Regions from separate parts of the Mus musculus genome. Here region 2 is linked to region 1. The links are chromatin contacts, called in public Hi-C maps. All regions are on one chromosome and are shown on one strand. The core of a region is the stretch at or near the end of the contact, and the rest is flanking DNA. Distances in the headings are between cores, read along the strand shown. Region 1 overlaps Arhgap28 (Rho GTPase activating protein 28). Region 2 overlaps Arhgap28 (Rho GTPase activating protein 28).

Region 1 (4,310 bases), core at 855-3,354:
CCGAGAAACACTTATAAAATAAAGTATTTGGTTGGGGGGCTTGCTTACAGTTTCAGAGAGTGAGTCCATTGTCATCGTGGCGCGGGGGCTGGGGTGGGAACATGGCAAGAGCATGGGAGCGTGGTGGCACTCAGGATGCTGCAGCAGTTGCTAAGAGCTTCATCATGATCAGAAGGCAGAGAGAAGAAAAAAATGGGCCTAGCATGGGCTTTAGAAAACTCAAAGCCAACCCCCCACCATGACGCACTTCCTCTACCAAGACCACAGCTACTTCCCGAGGCCACACCTCCTAACCTTTCTCTAATAGTGCCACTTCCTAATGACTAAAGCGGTCAAATATATGAGCCTATGGGGGACATTCTTAAGCCACCATGACCCAGTTCCAGTGAGCATCAGAAATCTCGTCTCTGTGACCGCCGTTGTCCCTTTGATAGTATGGCTTGGCTTGCCATAATACTCTTAAGTACTTCGGTTGTATGTCTCTTCCATGCTGCGATTCTTAGAAGCTAGAAGAGTGAAACATTGCCATTAAAACTGTTGCTTGTCTTCAGATTGGAGTTTGAAACACCCGGACCTGTTTAGGGGATCAACTTTTTTTTTTTTTTTTTTTTTTTTTGGCCTTTAGGAGTCTTTGAGCTTTTACTTCCATTGCTAATTGCTCACAGCTGAGACCCATTCTTAGCTTCTTCTTTGGTCAGATTTCATCTAAGAATTTGTAGCAGTGCTCCTAACCACTGGAGTACTCACTCAGCAGCAGCTCTGAAACCCCAGTTCCATGTATGGTAATGCCAGCATCTACATAAAACCGCAGCGCAGCAGTGTGAATTCCTTTGCTCTGCCTTCTTATACCCACACAGGCAAGCTCTACAGAGCAGTGAGGAGTCCTGGAGGGGCGAACCTTTTCTAGTAAAAGCTTTCATTGTGCTTCCTTTTGGGCACACACATGCCTACGTTTTGGTCACCCCAGTCTGTGGACACCCAATGATGGGCCTTGAAAAGAATGTGCAAGTGGTGGTGAAGAAATGATTGTGATAAGCCAATGAAAGAAAAGGCACAGGGGTGGAGAGGAATCCCTTCATTAATTCACTTATACTTGAGGGAATCTATACCTATGAGAAGGGTCAAGGTAGAAATGTTGAAATATGGTAGCATATTTCTTTTCCTTTTTCTTTCTTTTTTTTTTTTTGTTTTTTTTTTTGTTTGTTTGTTTTGTTTTTTTGTTTTGTTTAGTTTGGTTTGGTTTTTCGAGACAGGGTTTGTCTGTATAGCCCTGGCTGTCCTGGAACTCACTCTGTAGACCAGGCTGGCCTCGAACTCGGAAATCCGCCTGCCTCTGCCTCCCAAGTGCTGGGATTAAAGGCGTGCGCCACCATGCCCAGCCAGCCTGCAGCATATTTCTTGAGTGAAAAGAAATTAAGTAGGCTGTGTCTATTGGCTCCTCCAAAGCAACAATGGACTGGTTGGTAGTGAAAGAGAGCTGGTAGGACCTGGGCTATGGTACAAGCTTGTCACTTCCTCCCAACAGGGGAGCCCTGCACTGGGCAGAATGGTGCAAGCCTGGAGCCATCTACCTGATCAGTCACCGGCTAGCATAGGTGCTGGGCCTGACCAGCCGACAGAATCGGCCACCTGAGCCTCTTTGTAAATGAATGTGGCAAGTTCTCATTTGTAGGGATGTCTGAAGATGGGCAGGTTGGAAATTAGGACTCCATTCAGCAAGGAGCTGGTTAAATACTAACACAGTTTCATTTGGAAGGCTCCTGAAGTGAGCTTGTTTTGATTTATCGTGTTCCGTTCATAGGCACGCCTCTGGGGAGAACACGCAGTAATGAGGATAAAGTGTGGACTGCTTTGGTTGTCTAAGTTATCAGCTGAGTCAGAGACTAGAAAGAGAGCCAAAGAGCCAGGCTTCGCCACCAGAATCAAACTCCACGCCTCTAAGCCCCTCTCTGTGCAGATCCACTGTGAAGAGAAAAGTTTCTTACGTGCCCCGCGTATGATGTTAGAGTGGGAGTTACGTTTCTTCGACAACCCTTTCTTTGTGTGAAACCTGCTTACCGAAGGCTGATCACCCTTCAGTGTGTTCACTGACGCATGAGTACCCACCCCGAATTTAGGGCAAGGTCTATTTTCCCTTACTGTTTTTGACGTTGTGTCAGCCGGTTTATTCTGCCGCTTGTTAGTCCACAAATGCAATCCAGATGTTTTCCTAGCTCTGGTTTCAGGCAAGCAAGCATGGAAGAAATCTGAGCCAGTGAGCAGATACTGGGAAAACGCTGTGGCTAGAGAGACAGTGGCCCTGGATACGTTGCCTAGGCCTTCACGTCCCCTTTATTCAAACCTTCAGTACCTGTGCTGGTTAAGTTTTCTGCTGTGTTTTCCTTATCCCCGAAGTACATTTCTGACAACGTGCTTGGGGAAAGGCAGTTTTCAAAAGCCATTATAATTACTCTTGATTCGAGCCAAGTAAATGACAGCAGCCATTGTGTGGGGGGTGGGGGTGGGGTGCTGATATTGAGTGGTCCGGCTTTGCGTTCTAGATGATCAGTGGGCCTGACAGGGACTCAGGCCTGAGAGGAAGCTGCTCACCTAGAGCCAAACGAGCTGCAAAGCCAGCTTCCAAGTCTGAGGCCCACAGATCATTTGGAACCAGTTTGATGCTTTGGAATGCTCAGTGATGTTCTTTTCAAAACATCGCAGAAATCTGAGCCAAACGCTGGGAACGTGTTTTATGGAAGAAGGCAGACTGTTTGACGTGTAAGCTCTCCTTGCCTCTGCTGCCTGTTGTTCTGAGGTTAGCTGTAGGTGCTTTGGAGTTATGCCACCCTGTGTGTTTGGTCTCTCTCCCGAGCTGGTAGCTTCAGGCTGGGGCTTTGCTTTTATTTATTTATTTATTTATTTTGTGAAGATGCTTCAGAAACTGATGTAGCCTTCTCTGTGCTCCAAAGAGACTTAAGGACACGACTTTGACTCTGCCTGTGTTCTCCTTAGTGGTAAACAAAAAAAGAGGTTTCTAGTGACTGATAGATTGGCGGGTTGGGTAATTGGTGGATTGGTTGGTTGGTGGGTTGGTGGATTGGTTGGTCGTTGCTGGGTTAGTTGATTGATGGGTTGATTGGTTGGTTGATGGGTTGGTTGGTTGGTTGATGGGTTGATTGGTTGGCTTTTTTGAGACATAAACTCATCATTTGAACCCAGGCTGGCCGCATACCCATCAGTATCCTGCCTTGGCACCTAACTCAGCAAGCTTGACACAGATTTCAGTTTCGCAGCCTCTGGAAGCCGTAGAAACGCTTGTGTTTGGCATGAGATGAACAAAACGGCTGGCTCTGTTCGGGACTCAAAGTAGGCGTCTCACGAGAACGAGGCAAAGGCTGTAAAAAGGGAAAGGCTACTCAAGTCTCATTTAAGTTATCTCTTTAGGGCTGTATCAGTCTGATGCTTCCAGGTGCCTGCTGTTTGAGGTAAACCCTCAAGTCCAAAGGCATGGTAGAAAATGAGTTTGACCATAGTAAAGAAGCTTAAAGAACAGTTGCCACTGATAAACAGATGACCCGATAATGCAGACTCTTTCAAGTAGGACCTGACTGTGAGTGGAACTTACAGAGAAAGGCCTGGTGCTTTAACACAAGCTGTTTGCCTAGTGCACTGGAGCAAAGGATACACCAACATGTGGAAGGTGTGTGTGTGTGTGTGTGTGTATGTGTGTGTTGGCAGAGCTGCTGTACCCGTTCCAGGAAAGTCATTATTATGCCTGCACTCTGCAGTGAAGTCAGAGTTACTTTATTGGGGCATTTCTCATTCCACATGTGAAAGAGCGGAGAGGCATGTGTTCATGGTCTGACTTAGGAGCAGAAGGGAGGGTAGCAGCAAGGTTATGATGAACGGAAAATGTCAGTTCTGTCAAATTTGAGCAAAGACTTTATCATGTGGGGGCTGTGCTATCCCACCAAAACCACAGAAGTAGAGCTACAGACTCAGTAAAGAGGTTTTATAGCTGTGCAGAATTGGCCAATTGTTTCAAGATTATTACTGTTTTGAGGATACCTCTGGAAATGCTTTTAAAAACTACCTCGCAAATACCATTCCAGCTCAATCATGTGGGAAGGTTAGAGGGTTAGGTTAGCAGGTGTTAACTTGAGCTGTCAAGTCGGAGAAAAAAAAAAAAAAAAAGAATAGTCTGTGTAATGATGGTGGGAAAGAGGCCATGACATTCAGTCTCTCTGAGTACTGACCAACTGCTTTGCTTTGCAGCAGTACCGCGAAGAACTGGATGCCAGGTTCAATGCTGACAAGTTCAAGTGGGACAA
Region 2 (4,305 bases), core at 456-2,955, 120 kb before region 1:
ATTCTAAAATAGCACAGGCCAAAGGTTTTATACGTGCTGGAGAATGTAGTAGAAGAATAGTAAACATTTCCCCTATTTAATTTGTTGTTTCTGTCTGAACAGAAAAGTTTATGTGCACAGTGAAATTCCTGTCTTCAGTCTCAGATCTGAGCCAAGGTGCTTTAGTCGGTGCAGCATACCGACATGAGCAGTGTGGAGGGACACAATAGGAGACTCCACTGCCACAAACACCTGCAGGTGGTCCTGTGTGTGTGTGTGTGTGTGTGTGTGTGTGTGTGTGTGTGTGTCTGTGTGTGTGTGTGTCTGTGTGTGTGTGATTTTAAATCAATTCTTGGTTATAGTGTATCCAGAAAGGTTTTTACTATTGCTGGCTTCTTACCCATTCAGTTATTCGACCGCTTGTCGTTTGAGGCTCTGAGGTCTCAGCTTTTACTTTAGAAGCTGAGTTGTGTCCCAGATCCTTGTGGGCATTCCATATAATTTCAAGAGAACGCCTTGAGCGACAGATACCTGGGAAGCTGAGTCCAGGAATTTGAGGCCAGCCAGGTAACCGAGGAATACCTGGTTTTCAACAGCAGGATGAGGGGGGGATGTTGTTGTTTTCCTTTGCCTCCTGTGCTGTAAGCTTTAAGCACAACCCCTATCCATCACCGATCCTTATACATTGAGGATGCTGACCTAAGATGGCCCCCATTTAGAAACTGGACCTCTTGGTCTGGCTTTGAATCTTCTGGGGAAGCCAGATTCAGATCTGCCTCCAGGCTCTGGTTGCCCGTGTCTGTTTTCTCAGGCACTGGGGTCGATAAAGTTTAGTTCTAATGACAGCGAAGAAGGCCCCGTGATTGGACAATTTGTTAGCTTCAAGTAAATAGTTGTGTGGCCTTTCCTGCTAACTGCCTGCTCTTAGGAAGTGACATTCCCTGCACTTAGCCAGCCTAGGACTTCTGAGTATCTTGATGACAGAAACTAAGCTTCCTGTGACCTGTCAGGGGTGACTGGAGCGTGGAAGGCAGAGCCTCCATGGCTTTATCAGAGAGGCAAGGCAGGGAAACAGGTCTTTAGTTGGGGCTTCTGGGCTTATTTGCTCTCAAGGTCCTTTGGCTGTTTGTTGGTCACCTGCTTCTAGCTCCCGTGTAGCATCCATTCAGGCCCCTGACATGGTCTGCAGTACTCAGTCAGACCAAGAGCCAGGACCACAAGGAGGGAAAAGGGGCTCCTTGCTGGGAAACACCAAGGTTTTAAAAAGAGGTAGTATCAGTGACAACGTAATTTCCTCAGTTTCCTCTCCGGTGCTGGGACGACATCCCGGTCATGTTATCTCCTCCAGTGTAACTCAGAGTTGGCAAAACAGACTTGTGATGTTTCGTTGGCATCCGAAAGAAAAACACTTACTGACCTCAGTGAAGCAGCCAAGCAGTTAATGGGGGATGGGGGAGGGGTGGGGTGTGTGGGGGGAGCTGACTGAAAATTTCCACACATGCTGTTTTGAAAACCCAAGCACAGATGCCTGGGCCTGGAATTTTTAACCTAAACTCCATTCCCTCTTAATTTGAACCATCTCTGGAATCTCTAGGTCTACTTGGAGACTATTTCCTGTCAAATCCACATTGTGGTTAGTTGCAGAAAGCCCAGTACTGGAGGACGAGTCCTCATCTGGCTTCTGGCGCGTGTCATTGGAGGGAGCTGGCCTTGTACGCTGTGCCTGTGTGTTTGAGGCTGTGTCATGCCCTGTGAGGCCCTGAGTCAGGGCCAGCTAAAACAACATGACTCACTGTTTATAAGAAGTCCCACTGCGGCAAATTCTGATTAGACCGAGCCTAAACAAACGCGATACTCCCCGGATGCCAGAGCTTCAGAAAGTCCTTGCTATGCAAGGTGACACTTCAGCACCAGCTCTGCTAGGAGTTCAGGGGAATGCTTTGCTGTTCAGGAACACTAACCATCAGTTAACCAATTCCTACCCAGGCTGCGCACCCCTTTGTCTCTTTCAACGTCTCCATACATACATACATACACACACACACACACACACACACACACACACACACACCCTCCTCAAACCAATTTTCATTCATTGTTTTCTAAATTTGGTTTAAGACCAATTTGGATTGAGATCCATAAAATTAAAACTGCAGTTTCAAGCCGGGCAGTGGTGGCGCACGCCTTTAGTCCCAGCACTTGGGAGGCAGAGGCTGGCAGATTTCTGAGTTCAAGGCCAGCCTGGTTTACACAGTGAGTTCCAGGACAGCCTGAGCTACACAGAGAAACCCTGTCTCGGGGGGAAAAAATAAATAAAACTGCAATAATTTCCTGGCTGTTACTTTTCCTGCAGCCCAGTGAGTTCTCAGCCTCCATTCCTCTAGACTATAAAATACGACTTTAAAAGGAGTGGAAAAATGGTAGCTGGTTGACAAAGTCGTTCAGGTGGGGATGACCTAACGCAGGTCATGTGGCCATGAATGAAATGGGGACACCAGCAAAAGAAGTTTGTAGAATTTGGTGGCTACACAACAGACCTTAGGAACCATGACTTGTGTTCTGTCTGGGGGTATCGACTAAGATTTGACATTCTAGGTATTGAATAAATGGTGATTGCGGGTCAGCACTGAGTTTCCCAGGTGGCATTTGGTCCTGTAGGCTGGTGAGACAGAGAAGCTTGGATGCCCATCAGACAGTCCTCTGAGGATGGATGTCTAGGAAGGTTTTGAGAAACATTTGCTCGTGGGAGACTCGTGTCGAGGACAGTCACATCTGGACTGGGGAGGATTGGGTGGGAGAGTCCTAAAGACAGCAGTGGATGGAACCTGAAGAGTTTTACTAGCTAGGGGGATGGGAGGAGGTTGGCAGGGCCTGAAAGCCATGGCAGTAACCAGGAGGGCAGGGACATGTGAGCCAACACCATTTATCAGCAGCATCAACAATGGTAAAATGGCAAGTGAGGGTGACAACAGAGACTCATTCATGGGCTCTTTTTAGTGTGATGAACTTGGCTGCTGTGGGTTTCATAGAGTTATGGAGGCAGAAGCCAGTTGGATGCAGGAGTGGGAGGTAATGGGGAGCTGAGTACAGCCGTGGGGGCAGCAGGCGGCTGGATCCTGCAGAGGAGCCTTGAGAGGGATGATTGACAGATGAGGCAGAACAAAGGGGGCTTCTTTAGTTGCTCATTTGTTTCCCGTCACTCTTTATTTATGTATTTGCTTTGTCTAGATTACCGTTAGGACTGTTTGATCACACAGACGAATGGGATTTACTGTGGCAGTTTATGCATGCATATATCCTGCATTGATCATCTCCACATGTCAACTTCTACTCTCCTTTCTGCCCTCCCTGCTCCTTGCTATCCTTAAAGGAGGGAACTTAAAACAAAACATAAAAACGAACAAACAAACAAAACCCAAAGAACTGAAAATCTGACAACAGTGAAGAAAGAAGAAGCCTAGCATTTCTAAAGTCCATTTCTCCTCCTTGGGTAACGCATAGTGTGGTTTGGGTGAGGTTTGAGAGAGAGCACCAAGGTTTGTATTTTGGAGACTTGGTCGCCCTTTGGTTGTCCCCGATGATAGTGAAAAGAGGAAGATATTTTAGAGGCAGGGCCTAGAAGAAGGGGTTAAAGATCTTGCTACAACATTCTCAGGAGAATTGATGCGGTTTGTAAAGGACTGTTAGTTCTCCCGGGCACAAGCTGTAATAGAGCAGGGCTGTTCTCCATGCTTGGCCCCTTCCGTATGCAGTCAGCCCCCTTTTCTTGGCATTTGTGGGCTCTGACATGGCCATCAAGCCCTTGTGAGCATACTGACTCCTTGCTATTTGAACTTCCCATTCCCCAGAAGCACGGGCCAATCAAACCTCTGTCATTTGCAGAGTAACCAGCTTCATTCTGAAGATGTAGCTCAGTTGGTGGAGGGCTTACCCAACAGGAATGAAGCTCTGAAATTTGGTCTCCAGCATTGGATAAAGCCAAGCATGGTGGCTCATGCTGGTGAGTCCAGCAACTTGGGAGCTAGAGGCAAGAAGATCAGACCTTTGAGATCAGCCCCGCAACGAAGCTACATAACTGATCATAGCAACGCCAAAGAAACTAGAAGGAAACATTTTCGTTTTCAGAATGAAGCTTTGTTAGTATCAGCCCTGTTTAGTTTATAGTCCTCATTACTGAATCCTTCACTGTCTCTTTCAAACAATGGCTGCTTAGTGAGCATAGTGAAAACTGAAGTGTAGAAATCAGGCCTTTAATGAGATGCTTTCAAGCACATCTTCCAAACTTGGATTATGAGTTTATAATATAGAGTTTTCCCTGGGAGTCTG

What was found. A called contact is a pair of places that touch in the nucleus more often than the background predicts.
Region 2: a contact with region 1 is called in a Hi-C map of muscle stem cells, with 2.2 times the contacts expected there. The contact joins two enhancer-like sites. A contact is called at or near these places in 21 of 484 Hi-C or Micro-C datasets (the 3T3-L1 cell line, the C2C12 cell line, MC3T3-E1-derived osteoblasts and 12 more) and 1 of 9 other capture datasets (adipose tissue).

Annotation. Positions count from the first base shown.
Region 1 is chr17:67,864,570-67,868,879 of GRCm38.p6, reverse strand. Arhgap28 (Rho GTPase activating protein 28) reads left to right here. Exons shown (of 18, transcript NM_172964.4): 11 at 4,255-4,310. Among named protein-coding and RNA genes, the nearest start is that of Arhgap28, 140 kb to the left of the region's middle. Within about 2 kb of position 2,104, at least 63 of the 459 cell types and tissues checked have an H3K27ac peak or open chromatin away from gene starts, as enhancers often do. A contact at or near this core is called in adipose tissue, embryonic fibroblasts, muscle stem cells and 2 more, where this site is marked.
Region 2 is chr17:67,986,536-67,990,840 of GRCm38.p6, reverse strand. All of the region lies in intron 1 of Arhgap28 (Rho GTPase activating protein 28), which reads left to right. Among named protein-coding and RNA genes, the nearest start is that of Arhgap28, 15 kb to the left of the region's middle. Within about 2 kb of position 1,705, at least 144 of the 459 cell types and tissues checked have an H3K27ac peak or open chromatin away from gene starts, as enhancers often do. A contact at or near this core is called in adipose tissue, embryonic fibroblasts, muscle stem cells and 2 more, where this site is marked.